Regions from separate parts of the Mus musculus genome. Here regions 2 and 3 are each linked to region 1. A link is a contact called in public Hi-C and HiChIP or PLAC-seq data. All regions are on one chromosome and are shown on one strand. Each heading gives the region's core, a stretch centred on a gene start, on an enhancer-like site or on the middle of the called end of the contact. The rest is flanking DNA. Distances are from core to core; before and after follow the strand shown. Region 1 holds the start of Ccdc80 (coiled-coil domain containing 80). Region 2 has its middle 64 kb from the start of Ccdc80. Region 3 has its middle 66 kb from the start of Cd200r3.

Region 1 (4,814 bases), core at 1,907-4,406:
GAAAATGGCAACAACAAATAAGAGGAGAAGGCTCAGTAAGAGTAGTGTGAAACATATGGGGAAATAATGAAAATAACACAGAGACTCTATTACCAGGCACGAGGAACTAATGAGCTTTGCGGTTTGGATGAAATGGGATTTGTTTTTTTTTTTTTGTTTGTTTTTTTTCTTTCCATTTTTTATTAGGTATTTAGCTCATTTACATTTCCAATGCTATACCAAAAGTCCCCCATACCCACCCACCCCCACTCCCCTACCCGCCCACTCCCCCTTTTTGGCCCTGGCGTTCCCCTGTTCTGGGGCATATGAAGTTTGTGTGTCCAATGGGCCTCTCTTTCCAGTGATGGCCGACTAGGCCATCTTTTGATACATATGCAGTTAGAGTCAAGAGCTCCGGGGTACTGGTTAGTTCATAATGTTGATCCACCTATAGGGTTGCAGATCCCTTTAGCTCCTTGGCTACTTTCTCTAGCTCCTCCATTGGGAGCCCTGTGATCCATCCATTAGCTGACTGTGGGCATCCACTTCTGTGTTTGCTAGGCCCCGGCATAGTCTCACAAGAGACAGCTACATCTGGGTCCTTTCGATAAAATCTTGCTAGTGTATGCAATGGTGTCAGCGTTTGGATGCTGATTATGGGGTGGATCCCTGGATAAGGCAGTCTCTACATGGTCCACCCTTTAATCTCAGCTCCAAACTTTGTCTCTGTAACTCCTTCCAAGGGTGTTTTGTTCCCACTTCTAAGGAGGGGCATAGTGTCCACACTTCAGTCTTCATTTTTCTTGAGTTTCATGTGTTTAGGAAATTGTATCTTATATCTTGGGTATCCTAGGTTTTGGGCTAATATCCACTTATCAGTGAGTACATATTGTGTGAGTTCCTTTGTGAATGTGTTACCTCACTCAGGATGATGCCCTCCAGGTCCATCCATTTGGCTAGGAATTTCATAAATTCATTCTTTTTAATAGCTGAGTAGTACTCCATTGTGTAGATGTACCACATTTTCTGTATCCATTCCTCTGTTGAGGGGCATCTGGGTTCTTTCCAGCTTCTGGCTATTATAAATAATGCTGCTATGAACATAGTGGAGCATGGTGGGCATCATTCCTGTTTGGCATCCTGTGCACTCTAAACAATGACATAAGAGTGCTATATCCAACACCACCTACAGGAATTTCCTCAACTCTGTGCTCAGAGTTTTCTTTATGTGCAGGGAAGACGCCTGTAACTGGGAGGGATGGAGCTGGTTGTGGGATGGATGCAACTAGGGATGAGGTTTTCACCCATCCAGGGGAGCTGTTTGTATGGCTTAGTTCACCGGGTTTTGGTGGAGCCTGGGCTGCCACTGTTGTCGACAGTTAATATAAATTTGGAGAGGTTGGGAGAAATGCCCACGGGACCTGAGATGTCTTCTCTTCTCCCCTAACGCTGAGTCCTCATGACAGACCCAGAAGGTGAGTGGGAAAGCTGCCATAGTCTCTCCTGTAGAGCCTTATATGACTATTTCTTTGTGTGTTTGTGTGGCTGTGTGTCTTATGTGCATCTGTTCACATTCATATGCGTGCACACATTGCAGGGAGTGGAGTTAAGATGCTGATGTCAGTTATATTCCTCAGCCACTCTCTACCTTATTTATTTAATGTGTATGAAAGCCTTTCCTTTGTGTGTGTGTGTGTGTGTGTGTGTGTGTGTGTGTGTGTGTGTGTGTGTGCTCATGAACACACACACACAGGCAATGTCTGGTGACTGCAGAAGTCAGAACGGTCCATATTGCCTGGAACTGTAGCTGCAGATGATTGTGAGCCACCATGTGGTGCTGGAAATCAAACCCAAGTCTTCTTCAAGAGCAACTGATGCTCTTAACCAGTGAGTCCGACTAGCGCCTCCACCTTACTTTTTTGAGACAGGGGCTCCCATTGAGCCTAGAGCTGGTTGTATCAGCTAGAAAGGCTGAGGAGTGAGTTCCAGTGACCCACCTGCCTCTGCTCCTTTTCCCTCAGTGCCAGAGTTACAGCCTCAGTACCCAGTTTTTCTGTAAATGCTGGGGATCTGAATTCAGGCTCTCATACTGCGAGAAGCAAAGACTTTACCAGCTGAGGCACCTTCCCAGCCAAGCATACATCTACTTCTAGGGACTGACTAAGCATTTTAGGTTCTTAAAGCATCTGGAGAGCTGAATATTGTAACACACACACACACACACACACACACACACACACAGAGAGAGAGAGAGAGAGAGAGAGAGAGAGAGAGAGAGAGAGAGAGAGCTCACCATTTCTAGAGAAGCTGGGAGCCAGAATGCCCATTCCCTGATGTAATGTCCAACTGCAGTCTCAGGAGACAGCAGCCTTTGCCTGCATTGCTAACCTTTTACCAGCTTCACCCCCATCCCAAGGAGAAATAAGGACCGAGAACACAGTAACTTGAGCCCCAATTAGCATAATATAAAAACAACTTAGTCATGTTTTCCATGGGCTTTTCCAACCCAGAACTCAAAGCATAAAGCAGGCAGAAAGAGATAAAAATATACACGTGGAACTATAAATAGATGCATACTGTCTCGAAATGCAATGCCAATATCTGTGGCCCAAGTGAGCAGCTGTCTCTAGGGAACCCAGTCAGATGGAGCAACCTGAGGACTTTCCCCTTCTCAAACTGTAGTGTGAGAATCCACAGGAGGGGGAAGGTCCCGCCCCATGGCTCGGTATGGAAGGGGTTAAGTCCTCAGTCATCCTATTCTGAGGTGATTTACAATGATGTGTAGAGTTTCAAAACTTTTCCCAGCCCAAGCACAGCCCTCTCCTTCCTCTCCAGGTTCACAGACTCTCCATGTACTGAGAGGGGAAGGAGGCGTGTTTTGCTGATCTGTTAAATTCTTAGTGAAGTTTTCTTGATTTCCAGTGCTGTTGTTTGAGTTTGGTTTGGAGCAAACCTGAAGTAGCCCTGACATTTCTGGGATGGAATCCAGATGAGGAAAAAATAGAAGGAGAAGGGGGAGAAAAGGGAGAAGAGAAGGTGGGGGGAAATAAAGGGAGGAGAGACGGAAGGGAAGGGGGAAATTGTCCCTTTTCACATTCAGGCTTCTCTGTTTTCCCTCAGCCTGGAAAACATATTAATCCTGGTGTTTTTTTTTTTTTTTTTTTTTTTTTTTTTTTTTTACGCTCGGAAACAAAGGGACTCGGCCAGACTGCAGGAGGGGAAGGGTGATAAGAAGTTCTGGGAAAACTCCACAGAAGGGAAGAGCGAGATTCAGAAATCACTAGGACTTCACTTTCAGGAAGATCCCTGTGGCAACCAAGGACCGGCACACACAGACCCAGGAGAAACTGCAGACAAATGGAGATACAAACGGTCCCAAGGACAGCAGCGTTCACCTCCTCCCACTGGACCAGAAGGTAAAAGACACAGCCAGCAAAAGGAATCGGCCCAGGCTGGGCTCCCTGGGGCTGCTTTGCAGACAGACAAGGAGACAGAGAGCAGGAAGGAACCGATCTCACCTAGGAAACTGTCCTGGGGACCAACCTTCACGTTTCTCTGGAAAGCCTCTGCAAGCATCTCCATGAACCACTGTGTAAGTGTGCCAACCTTGCTCTCTGGTGTTTGTTTCCTTGTTGCTTGTTTGAAGACATGAAGTGTGAATGCACATTCACAGTTAGAATTCATAATTAGCATGCTCAGTTTACACAGTCTCTGGTGCATCTGGGCACAGCTGAGGCAGAGCAGGCGTGCCTCATGCCTGCCGCCTGTAAATCAAAGCTGGATTTCCTGCTTAAAGACTGACTCTGCTAAGCACTGACAATCGCAGCAGTTTAAGAGAAGCCCTCTCTCTGTTTGCCCTCCTCTGCTTGCCCTCCTTTTTCTTCTTTAACTATCTCCTGCCCTTTCTTTTTGGCCAAGTTAGAGAAAGAGATCATGCCCAGCTCTGCTTGCAATTAATGACTTTTTTTCTTTTCTTTTTCTCCCTTCTCATTTTATGTTATTTTCATTTTTGTATTATACCCCCTCTGCGTCCCCAAGTGGATAATACAATGATGTGGAAAATGGGACCCCACTTCACCACGCTCTTGGCCATGTGGCTGGTGTGTGGCTCAGCATCTCATTCTCCTGCCTTGGATAGCGACAGCCACACTGGACGGAAAGTACCTTTGGTTTCTCCAATCAGCAGTAGGTCAGCTCGGTATCTGAGGCACACCGGGAGGTCTGGTGGAGTTGAGAAATCCACCCAGGAAGAACCAAATCCTCAGCCTTTCCAAAGGAGGAAGAGTGTACCAGTGTTGAGATTAGCTCACCCGACCATGAGACCACCCCCCTCAGGTATCAATGGAGTTCCAGTCAGACCTGAGGTGAGACCCATAGCTAGGAGCTCGGCGCGTGAGATGGTCCGAGATGAGGGGTCTTCTGCTCGGACAAGAATGTTGCGATTCCCCTCTGGATCTAGCTCTCCCAATATCCTGGCCAGCTTTGCAGGAAAGAACAGGGTATGGGTCATCTCAGCCCCTCACGCCTCAGAGGGCTACTACCGCCTCATGATGAGCCTCCTGAAGGACGACGTGTATTGTGAGCTGGCAGAAAGGCACATCCAACAGATTGTGCTCTTCCACCAGGCAGGCGAGGAAGGGGGCAAGGTACGGAGGATCACCAATGAAGGGCAGATCCTGGAGCAGCCTCTGGACCCCAATCTCATCCCAAAGCTGATGAGCTTCTTGAAACTGGAGAAGGGCAAGTTTAGCATGGTGCTGTTAAAAAAGACTCTGCAGGTGGAGGAGCGCTACCCTTACCCGGTCAGGCTGGAAGCCATGTATGAGGTCATTGAT
Region 2 (4,370 bases), core at 779-3,278, 64 kb before region 1:
AGGTGTAAAGTAACATATTTGTGTTGTTTTACTCTACTCTGCTTGCAATGTGAAGGCCTAGAAAATTCAACACCGAGGTCCTTTGAACTAAAGAAAAATGGAAGGGTTTTAGGTCACTCTGGACTCTCTGCTCCCAGGTCTGGTCATAAAGAAATTCTCTGCTCCAAACTTTGTCTCTGTAACTCCTTCCATGGACCATCTAGAGACTGCCATACCCGGGGATCCATCCCATAATCAGCCTCCAGACACTGACACCATTGCATACACTAGCAAGATTTTGCTGAAAGGACTCAGATATAGCTATCTCTTGTGAGACTATGCTGGGGCCTAGCAAACACAGAAGTGGATGCTCACAGTCAGCTATTGGATGGAACACAGGGCCCCCAGTGGAGGAACTAGAGAAAGTACCCAAGGAGCTGAAGGGGTCTGCAACCCTATAGGTGGAACAACAATATGAACTAACCAGTACCCCCCCTCCCAGAGCTCGTGTTTCTAGCTGCATATGTATCAGAAAATGGCCTAGTCAGCCATCATTGAAAAGAGAGGCCCATCTGTATTGCAAACTTTATATGCCTCAGTACAGGAAAATGCCAGGGCCAAGAAGTGGGAGTGGGTGGGTAGGGGGGTTGGGGGGGTAGGGGGGACTTTTGGGATAGCATTGGAAATGTAAATGAAGAAAATATCTAATTAAAAAAAGAAATTCTCTGAATTTCTCTTGAAAATAGACCATATGAAGTTCATTTCAGATGGGTTCTGCCTTAGCCATTGGGAAGAAAGAATACTTTTAGGGGGGAAGAAATGGCCTCCTCATTCCTTCCCAGGCTTTTTGCCCATGATACAATCTAAATTGGCATAGAGCATATTGTCAGGAGAGAAAACTGTTTAGGTGCCTTCATGCATGCAAGAGTTCCACAAAATATAGGATTTGAAGACATGTCTGATGATGGAAGCTGAAATATAGAAAGAAGTAGTGGTGGTGGTGGTGGTGGGATGTGTGTGTGTGTGTGTGTGTGTGTGTGTGTGTGTGATCTGAGGGCTGTGGTCATGAGTTATAAGAGAGGGAGGGGAGGGAGGGAGGGAGGGGAGGGAGAGAGTAGTAGAATATTTATGTAGGTTAAAAAGTATTTTAGGTAATAACAAAATCGATAATTGTCATGGTGTCAACCAACCTCTCTCTAGTTTTCTGCCTGTCACCCAAGTTCATCTTCCCTAATGAGTGTTAATGTTGGGACTGAGAATTCCTGACTGTGAGTTTGTTTAGAGGGCAGCTCTCTCTAAGTGAATACGGAGAGTTTGGAGAAAATTCTTTCTGAGTCTGGTGTTCCCCATAGGACCTCAGAGTATTGGGTGGTATCCTTTCCTACAGGACAGGAATCAAGGCAGCCTGGTTGAATGTCCCTCAGCTTGTCACCATTTGTCATAGCCTTTCATCCAATAACACGTCTACACTACTGTCCATTCTTAGATGAATCTAAGCATAGACACTTATGTAGGGTGCTGTGCTCCATAAAACTTTGGTTATGATAGGGGTTAGAGAAACGATAAACGATGGCTCAACAGCTAAAGCCGCTTGCTACTTCTTTAGAGGACTTGCATCTGTTTCGCAATAGCCACATCAGGCAGCTCACAATCACCTGTAACTCCAGTTCCAGGGGATTTGATATCCCTTTCTTGCCTATGTGGTACTTATGTAGACAATCCAGTGCACACACACACACACACACACACACAAAACCCTTTATATTTTTTAACCTTTTGATTCAATAAATACAGCATATTTTTCTCTTGTTAGCTTGTCCTTTGTTGTAGGATATTGACCACAAGTCTATGCTAGGAGAATAACAGAACCCCCAATCCCACTCCCACTCCCAACCCCCTATGGACTGTGATAACTTGTCACTGTAAGGCAAGCTACATGAGAGAATTGAGGCAACAAGAGAAAGGGAAAGAACCCATCTTGCCTCTGGATCTTAAGTCTCTTGTTGGCTGAGAGTCAAGAATTTCAACACAGCTGATGAAATTTCCTGCCAAGTGCTATCCTCTTTTTATTCTGAGAAAGTTGCACAAACAAGGTTCCATCCATGTTAGCTACCAAACATATGTCTTGAGTCTTGGAGATCCATGTATAGTAAGAACTCCTTTGACCTTTGCGATTGAGGGTTTATCTTATTAGCTCCCCACTCTTATCTGAAAACTTGAGTGATTTGGCCAATAAATGCTTTATAATCTCATTTACAAGAAAACTCCACCTTCCTTAAATAAGCATACCCAAAACATCATTTTTTACTTAAACCTTAGTTTAGCTATAGATTAGATGGTTTTTAACAGTGCAATTCAAAAGCCAAACATTCTATGGAGAAACAGACACAGTCTTGTTGGGACATAGATCTCATGCTCTTTGTCACTGCAGAAATAGTATGTACCAATCCCTTGAATGCACACTCTTGTCTTTTATGTCAAGTTTATCTTGAAATTGTGTATATGTATTTGTGTGTGTGTGTGTGTGCGTAGCTAGATCCTGGTTCCACCTGAGTGGTGGGCCTGGCAGCGACTCAGCAGGCTGCAGAGATGGCAGAATTGAGTTGGGTTTCCTGCTGTCTCTGACCTTTGAAGGAGAAGAAAATGAGTAGGACATTGAGTAACCCATCTGACCATGAGTAGGGCATTGAGTAACCCATCTGACCATTTCAAAGAGCTTTACTCACCCCTTCCCCTGCCCGAGAAAGCACCACATTTTGTCAACAACAATATGAACTAACCAGTACCCCCAGAGCTCCTGTCTCTAGCTGCATATGTAGCAGAAGGTGGCCTAGTCGGCCATCATTGGGAAGAGAGGCCCCTTGGTCTTGCAAACTTTATCTGCCTCAGTACAGGGGAATGCCAGAGCCAAGAAGTGGGAGTGGGTGGGTAGGGGAGCAGGGCGGGGAGGGGTACAGGGAACTTTCAGGATAGCATTTGAAATGTAAATAAAGAAAATATATAATAAAAAAGAAATGTAAATGAAGAAAATATCTAATAAAAAATTGAAAAAAAAAGAATTTTAAATCCTTAAGTTGTTTTTTTTTTCAGTGTTTACAACCGATGATGTGTAATAGTGTATGTTCATGAGGGTACCTAAAATGTTCATCAAATAGGAAAATGGCCAGCCTAGAAAAAAAGAGAAATAGTTAAAAATACTTGAGTAAAGCTATGAGCAAATCTAGTAACTTCCTTGGACTCTAACAGTTGCAAGGTTTTATTGCTTCACAGTAAACATTATGATCGTACCTAGACAGCTGCCAAGTAACACTGTCTAAGGCCTGAGCCAGGTCAGGATTGAATTTATTGCGTTAGAGCAGGTCCCTAGGGTGATTCTATTCTGAATTCTGAGTTTTCAGCCAACAACTTGGGACCTTTTTGTTGTTCTGCAAATCCCCACCACACTTCAGAAGCATGTCAGCTTTTACCAGATGACTTTTAACTAGATGTGAATTCTGTGAAGCAAATAGTTCTCCTCTCCACTGCTTGAGGCAATTTTCTCTCCCTGGATGGCTTAATAAATAGGAGGGTCACACACAGGAAAGTGTCTCAAGTACTTGTGAGACAGGTTCCTACTGTGCTTTTCCTTCCTGGGTGACTTTGTTGGAAGTGGTTGCTGTGGAGACAAGTCCCTTTTGAATTCTCTAAAATCAAAGTTTATACTTGTTCTACCTCCAGTTCTTGCCCTGGTGTGGAGCTTTGAGTAATAATGGCCCCTCTAGGCTCATATATTTAAATGAATCTTTGGTAGGATTAGAAGGATTAGGAAGCCTCACTGGAGGAAGTGTCACTGACGGTGGGCTTTGATGTTTCAAAAGGCCATGCCAGACTACTCTGCTCTCTCTCTCTCTCTCTCTCTCTCTCTCTCTCTCTCTCTCTCTCTCTTCTCTTCTCTCTCTCTCTCTCTCTCTCTCTGCCCATGGATTAGCATGTAGAACTCTGTTACTTCTCTAGCACCATGTCGGCCTGATTTCCCCATTTGCCATTTTCAATTTCTCTCAAGGATTCACAATTTTAAGGTTTGTATAATTTCCTTATGGTTCTGGGAAGCTTTTGATATTAGTAGATACTTTTACTAGTATACTTTTATACTATAAGTAATATAATAAAAGTATATTTTATTAGTTAACTCTCAGAGGCCCTAAAGCCAACTATTCAGACAAACATAGAAGCATGCTCAATGATTATGTTGGGTAAGATACTGACATGGCTACACATTCATAGGATCAATTGAAGCCAAATGTTTAGGGAGAAAATGGTTATCACATTCCAATTAACTTTCACCTGCAATTTTCTTTTAAAGGATGCTTCTTAACTTATGGATTGACAGTCTCACACATGCATATGCAAAG
Region 3 (5,091 bases), core at 1,607-4,106, 84 kb before region 1:
TTAGAAACTGGTGCTCTTGGGGAACTTGCCAGTATTTCTGGGATGGGAACAGTGAGAACAGTTTGCTGAAGCCAACACATTGCCCATCTTTGATCCTTGGATGCCTTTTGGGAAGCCTTAGGAGACTGATTGCCTGCTACAGTAAAAGGCTTGTTTTAAGCTCCACCTACATTTACCAGTGTCTGGCCACAGGCATCAAAGGGAGTCTGAACCAGCCAGAGTTCTGCTCCATACCACGTGGAATCATTTCAAAGAGTTAAGGGTTGACACACCTTAACTCTTGCCTGCTTCCTGTACTGCCAGCTTTCATATTCTGGGTTCACACCAAAGGCAAAGGAAATGGTGGCATTTCCTCTAACTGTGAGATTTGAGGAGAGACTTTTTGTTGATGTTACAATTATTCACATGTGATAAATATGCAAGTGTCCAACAGGTTAACAGCAGAAAGTCTGCGGCTGCACTGCCTTTGATCACTTGCTTATGACCCAGTTATTAGATTACAGTTTAGAGGACATTGTTGTAGCTCATCTGTTTTGATATCATTGGCTCCTAGCTGGACTCCTATTTTATGACAGAAATTCAATTTTTTTTCTAGGTTTGTGACTAACCCTGTCTGCCATAGTACGTAACTCTAGCATGTAGCAAATCTAAATCAAAACAAATCAGACTAAGGGAGGTCTATGGTGTGGTGAGTGATGCTCCCTCCTCCCCATGGCTGGTCCATGGCACAAGGTCTGAATTTAGAAATGTGTCTTTGTTTGGGAAAGAGCCTTGGATATAATTAGCTTAAGATTCTGAGGTAATCCTATGTTATCCCTGGGTCCCCAAACTCAACACAAAGAGGGAGACAAAAGCTGGGTTTCAAATGATGTCCTATACCAATGACTGCCCTCTCTCCACCAGAACAGATGCCTGACACCAGTTTCTCCAGAAACCTGGAAGGAACCAATATCGCTCATGTGTTAGTTTCAGAACTATAGCGTTTAGAATGGTGAAATAATGCTGCTCTTACTTCACACCACAGAAGCTGTAATGAGTAATCAAGACAGCCCCTTCTGTTCTTCCACTATAAAAGGAAGATGCTCCACATCTTCACGACCCAGATAGACCCAAACCAACGCTTGTGTGTCATTACATTTTTATGGGGACTTAACAATCTTCAGATGGCAACATAGCTGTGCCAGCTGAGAGGCTGCAGATGAGGCAGTATAAAATGTGATCAAGAACATTAAAAGCTTGAAAAGTAGTCTGTGTTGAAACATCATCAACCCCAAGATGTGTTTTCATAGGGTGGTACACATGGCTGGAACTGCATCCCCTAGTCTGCGGGCAGAGTGGGATCTGGTTTGGGCTTAAAGCCCACACCCCTAGCAATATACTACTTCCAACAAGGCTTATCCTTTAAAATAGTGCTACTTCTTGACTTCAAATATATAAGCCTATAGAGCCATTCTTATTCAAATAACCATAAATCTTAATTAGAAGTAATGCTCCAAACCAAATAGCCCTGGGTAGAGTTTATATGCTATCAGTTCTACATTTTGAGGAAGGTAACCCACTGGGTCCATAAGTAAAACACCAATGTTTGAGGGACCAAACTCCTTCCTGAGTTAACAATCATTTGTAAATTAGTTTTCTACTTTTCTTTACTCACCAACATTTGAGGAGGTGTAGAAACCCCCATGATCCTGGACTGTAGATTTTATCTTATAGAGTCAGGTACATTACTGCCTCGATAAGTGTTTATCATCAATAGAAAGGGTTCTCCTTTGTGTCTTTTTTTTCCCTTTTGGCAGTGCTGGGGGCAGGGGCAGAATCTCTCCAGACACTCTAGGCTGGCCTTGAACTCACAGTCTTCTTGCCTCAAGCTCTGTCTATGAATGCTGCCGGATTAGACGCATGCAGTGCACCATCCTTCCTGGATTTGTAGTTCCCAAGCCTAGAACAGTTAAAGGCAAGGGCTAGCAGTGTAACTTAGTGGTGTGGTAGAGCACTTGCCTTGACTATTCAAGTCCCTAAATTTAATCCCAGCACTAAAAAGCAACAACACCATGTGCAGAATAAGGGAGGGGAGAGGAGGGGAGGGGAGGGGAGGGGAGGGGAGGGGAGGGCAATACAGAGCTGCTGGTCAGTGCATGTTCATTAGGCAATCCAGTGAAATAGTGTGCATGGGTTCCCTTTGTACCTTCAATCTGTTTTTCAATATATATGTGTATAGCTAACTAGGGACTTCACCTAATGGTGAGTGAAGCCTGGTCACCCTGGCAATATGAAACATAAAGGGGAGAAATGATAGATACAATGCTGATTTTCTTTGGACAGTTTTTGGAAATTACAACAAGAATTGAGTAAATGCCTGAAGGCTTTTTAAGTCACAGTGATATGTTTTGACTATTGGCCCTTGAGTACGCTTAGCTTCGGAGCAAGTATACCAGGCTGTTTCTTGTATAGGTTACAATCCCATAAGAAATCAAGTCAACCCATTTTTTTCCCAAGGATCTTTTAAATGATTATCTCCTCCTGTTTTACCCTTGTCCCCCACAAGCCTCTGTGATTCAGTCTAGAAACAGCACAGTTCTGAGTTTACAGAGTCACCCTCTGTCCTGACGGAGCCGGGCTGTCTTCACAGGTCTCTTACATCCAGCCCCTTGTCTTGAATGTTTTTGAGAAAACTCACAAGAGCCTGAAAGACCATGACCAAGAACAAATATCAAAAGTTAGTTTTGTTTTTTTTTTTTTTTTCAATTGAGAAGCTTCTGAGTTAACGGACCGACAGAGCAGCCAGCCAGACGCATGTGTGTCCAATAGGATTCCAGCTGGGAGATACAGAAGCCAGGCTGTGTTTGGCAATCTGGAAGAAGGGTGAGATTACTCTTGGAAAAATTTTCTGCAAAGAAGGACTGAATGTTCAAAACAGATAAGCACCCTATCAGGCCGAGGAGGGGGGGTGAGAGTCTTTGGAGACAAATGAATGTGAAGATTGCATTGTTCTTCTTGAAGCCAGAGCCCAGATGTTCAGAGCTTCAGAGTGCTGTGCTGGCCCAGTCGGTAACCCAGACTCCACTCTGTTTTCATCTCTGAGGGGAAAGAAATTCTGTTCCCAGCCTGGAAGAAGTTGCTTTAGTGCTGGGCTATCTAATGCTGCCTTTGCTTACCCAGCTCCTTGCGTATTTATCTTCATCCATGTTTTGTGTGTCCTACACTCATTTGTGTGCTTTTACAAGAAGTCCTATAACAGGAGGAAGAAAATGGCTCTGGCTGGCTGTTTTATATTTTGTCTTCTTGGGCTTACTTTCTTTGTTTAATTTCTTAGTGTGGTATGCAGGGGAGAATGCCCGAGGAAACCTTCCTTCCATGGCATCACTTTAAACATCACTGTCAATTGCAGATATTCTCAACTACTCTTTAAGGAGGATGAAAAATAGATTCCTCAATTGTTGAGTTTTATCCAGTTCTAGTTCTGCAAATTCAATTTAAATAAGAAACAAATGTTCCAAATTTAGTTCTGTCACTATTTATTTATTTAGGATGGCGCCAGATCTAAGTTTCTTAAGGATGTAGAAAGCACCCAGCAGTGGTTCAATGAATCTCATTTCTGTATTATAACCTCATGGGTCCTTTGGCTTCTTAGTGTGTATGGAAGCATGGGTATCTTTGGCTAATGGCAGCCATAGTTATATAGTAGTTGGTCAGTGTTGAGTCCTCGACATTGCCTCATCCTCCTGTCCCAAAATATCCACAAATACAGCTTATGCTAGGACAGGATGTCACCCAGGGACAGGATACAGTGGGAAGGGAGAGTACCATTGAGCAGCTAGGCTAGTCTCTCTATCCTTTTCCTTAAGCAAAGCAATGGAGCTGGCACAGATAACCATGAAAGCTTCAGTATGAATGAAGCCCAGACCTCATAAAGTTGCAAAGCTTCTGCAAGGCAAAAGACACCGTCAATAAGACAAAAAGACCACCAACAGATTGGGAAAGGATCTTTACCTATACTAAAACAGATAGGGGACTAATATCCAATATATATAAAGAACTCAAGAAGGTGGACTCCAGAAAATCAAATAACCCCATTAAAAAATGGGGCTCAGAATTGAACAAAGAATTTTCACCTAAGGAATACCGAATGTCAGAGAAGCACCTGAAAAAAATGTTCAACATCCTTAATCATCAGGGAAATGCAAATCAAAACAACCCTGAGATTCCACCTCATACCAGTCAGAATGGCTAAGATCAAAAATTCAGGTGACTGCAGATGCTGGCGAGGATGTGGAGAAAGAGGAATACTCCTCCATTGTTGGTGGGATTGCAAGCTTTTACAACCACTCTGGATATCAGTCTGGCAGTTCTTCAGAAAATTGGACATAGTACTACCGGAGGATCCAGCAATACCTCTCCTGGGCATATATCCAGAAGATGTCCCAACCGGTAAGAAGGACACATGCTCTACTATGTTCATAGCAGCCTTATTTATAATAGCCAGAACCTGGAAAGAACCCAGATGCCCCTCAACAGAGGAATGGATACAGAAAATGTGGTACATTTACACAATGGAGTACTACTCAGCTATTAAAAAGAATGAATTTATGAAATTCCTAGGCAAATGGATGGACCTGGAGGGCATCATCCTGAGTGAGGTAACACAATCACAAAGGAGCTCACACAATATGTACTCACTGATAAGTGGATATTAGCTCAAAAACTTAGGATACCCAAGATATAAGATACAATTTGCTAAATGCATGAAACTCAAGAAGAACGAAGACCAAAGTGTGGACACTGTGCCCCTTCTTAGAATTGGGAACAAAACACCCATGGAAGGAGTTACAAAGACAAAGTTTGGAGCTGTGACGAAAGGATGGACCACCTAGAGGCTTCCATATCCAGGGATCCATCCCATAATCTGCTTCCAAACACTGACACCATTGCATACACTAGCAAGATTTTGCTGAAAGAACCCAGATAGAGCTGTCTCTTCTGAGACTATGCCAGGGTCTAGCAAACACAGAAGTGGATACTCATAGTCAGCTATTGGATGGATTACAGGTCCCCCAATGGAGGAGCTAGAGAAAGTACCCAAGGAGCTAAAGG

Evidence for each region. Hi-C and Micro-C count contacts between places; a contact is called where the count stands out from the background. HiChIP or PLAC-seq counts read pairs in DNA pulled down with a chosen protein or histone mark.
Region 2: a Hi-C map of beige adipocytes shows a contact between it and region 1, with 5 times the contacts expected there. The contact joins the enhancer-like site here to the promoter of Ccdc80 in region 1. A contact is called at or near these places in 9 of 39 promoter capture datasets (the 3T3-L1 cell line, 3T3-L1-derived adipocytes, the HPC-7 cell line and 5 more), 2 of 15 datasets of contacts at CTCF or cohesin (CD8 T cells and the G1E-ER4 cell line), 47 of 484 Hi-C or Micro-C datasets (the BV-2 cell line, the Ba/F3 cell line, CD4 T cells and 34 more), 15 of 115 datasets of contacts at active chromatin or transcription factors (CD8 T cells, the HPC-7 cell line, acute myeloid leukemia and 10 more) and 3 of 9 other capture datasets (adipose tissue, liver and pancreatic islet).
Region 3: an H3K27ac HiChIP or PLAC-seq map of heart atrium shows a contact between it and region 1, with 14 read pairs. The contact joins the enhancer-like site here to the promoter of Ccdc80 in region 1. A contact is called at or near these places in 2 of 39 promoter capture datasets (3T3-L1-derived adipocytes and embryonic stem cells), 1 of 15 datasets of contacts at CTCF or cohesin (CD8 T cells), 5 of 484 Hi-C or Micro-C datasets (cortical neurons, embryonic fibroblasts, macrophages and 2 more), 8 of 115 datasets of contacts at active chromatin or transcription factors (CD8 T cells, bone marrow-derived macrophages, embryonic fibroblasts and 4 more) and 3 of 9 other capture datasets (adipose tissue, liver and pancreatic islet).

Annotation. Positions count from the first base shown.
Region 1 is chr16:45,090,855-45,095,668 of GRCm38.p6, forward strand. It overlaps Ccdc80 (coiled-coil domain containing 80), which reads left to right and starts at 3,157. Exons shown (of 8, transcript NM_026439.3): 1 at 3,157-3,571; 2 at 4,018-4,814. The coding sequence starts at 4,029.
Region 2 is chr16:45,027,678-45,032,047 of GRCm38.p6, forward strand. It overlaps a transcript of Cd200r3 not described here. Among named protein-coding and RNA genes, the nearest start is that of Ccdc80, 64 kb to the right of the region's middle. Within about 2 kb of position 2,029, at least 45 of the 459 cell types and tissues checked have an H3K27ac peak or open chromatin away from gene starts, as enhancers often do. A contact at or near this core is called in 3T3-L1-derived adipocytes, ECoMG-derived neutrophils, the HL-1 cell line and 12 more, where this site is marked.
Region 3 is chr16:45,006,910-45,012,000 of GRCm38.p6, forward strand. It overlaps a transcript of Cd200r3 not described here. Among named protein-coding and RNA genes, the nearest start is that of Cd200r3, 66 kb to the left of the region's middle. Within about 2 kb of position 2,857, at least 20 of the 459 cell types and tissues checked have an H3K27ac peak or open chromatin away from gene starts, as enhancers often do. A contact at or near this core is called in adipose tissue, fibro-adipogenic progenitors, heart atrium and 1 more, where this site is marked.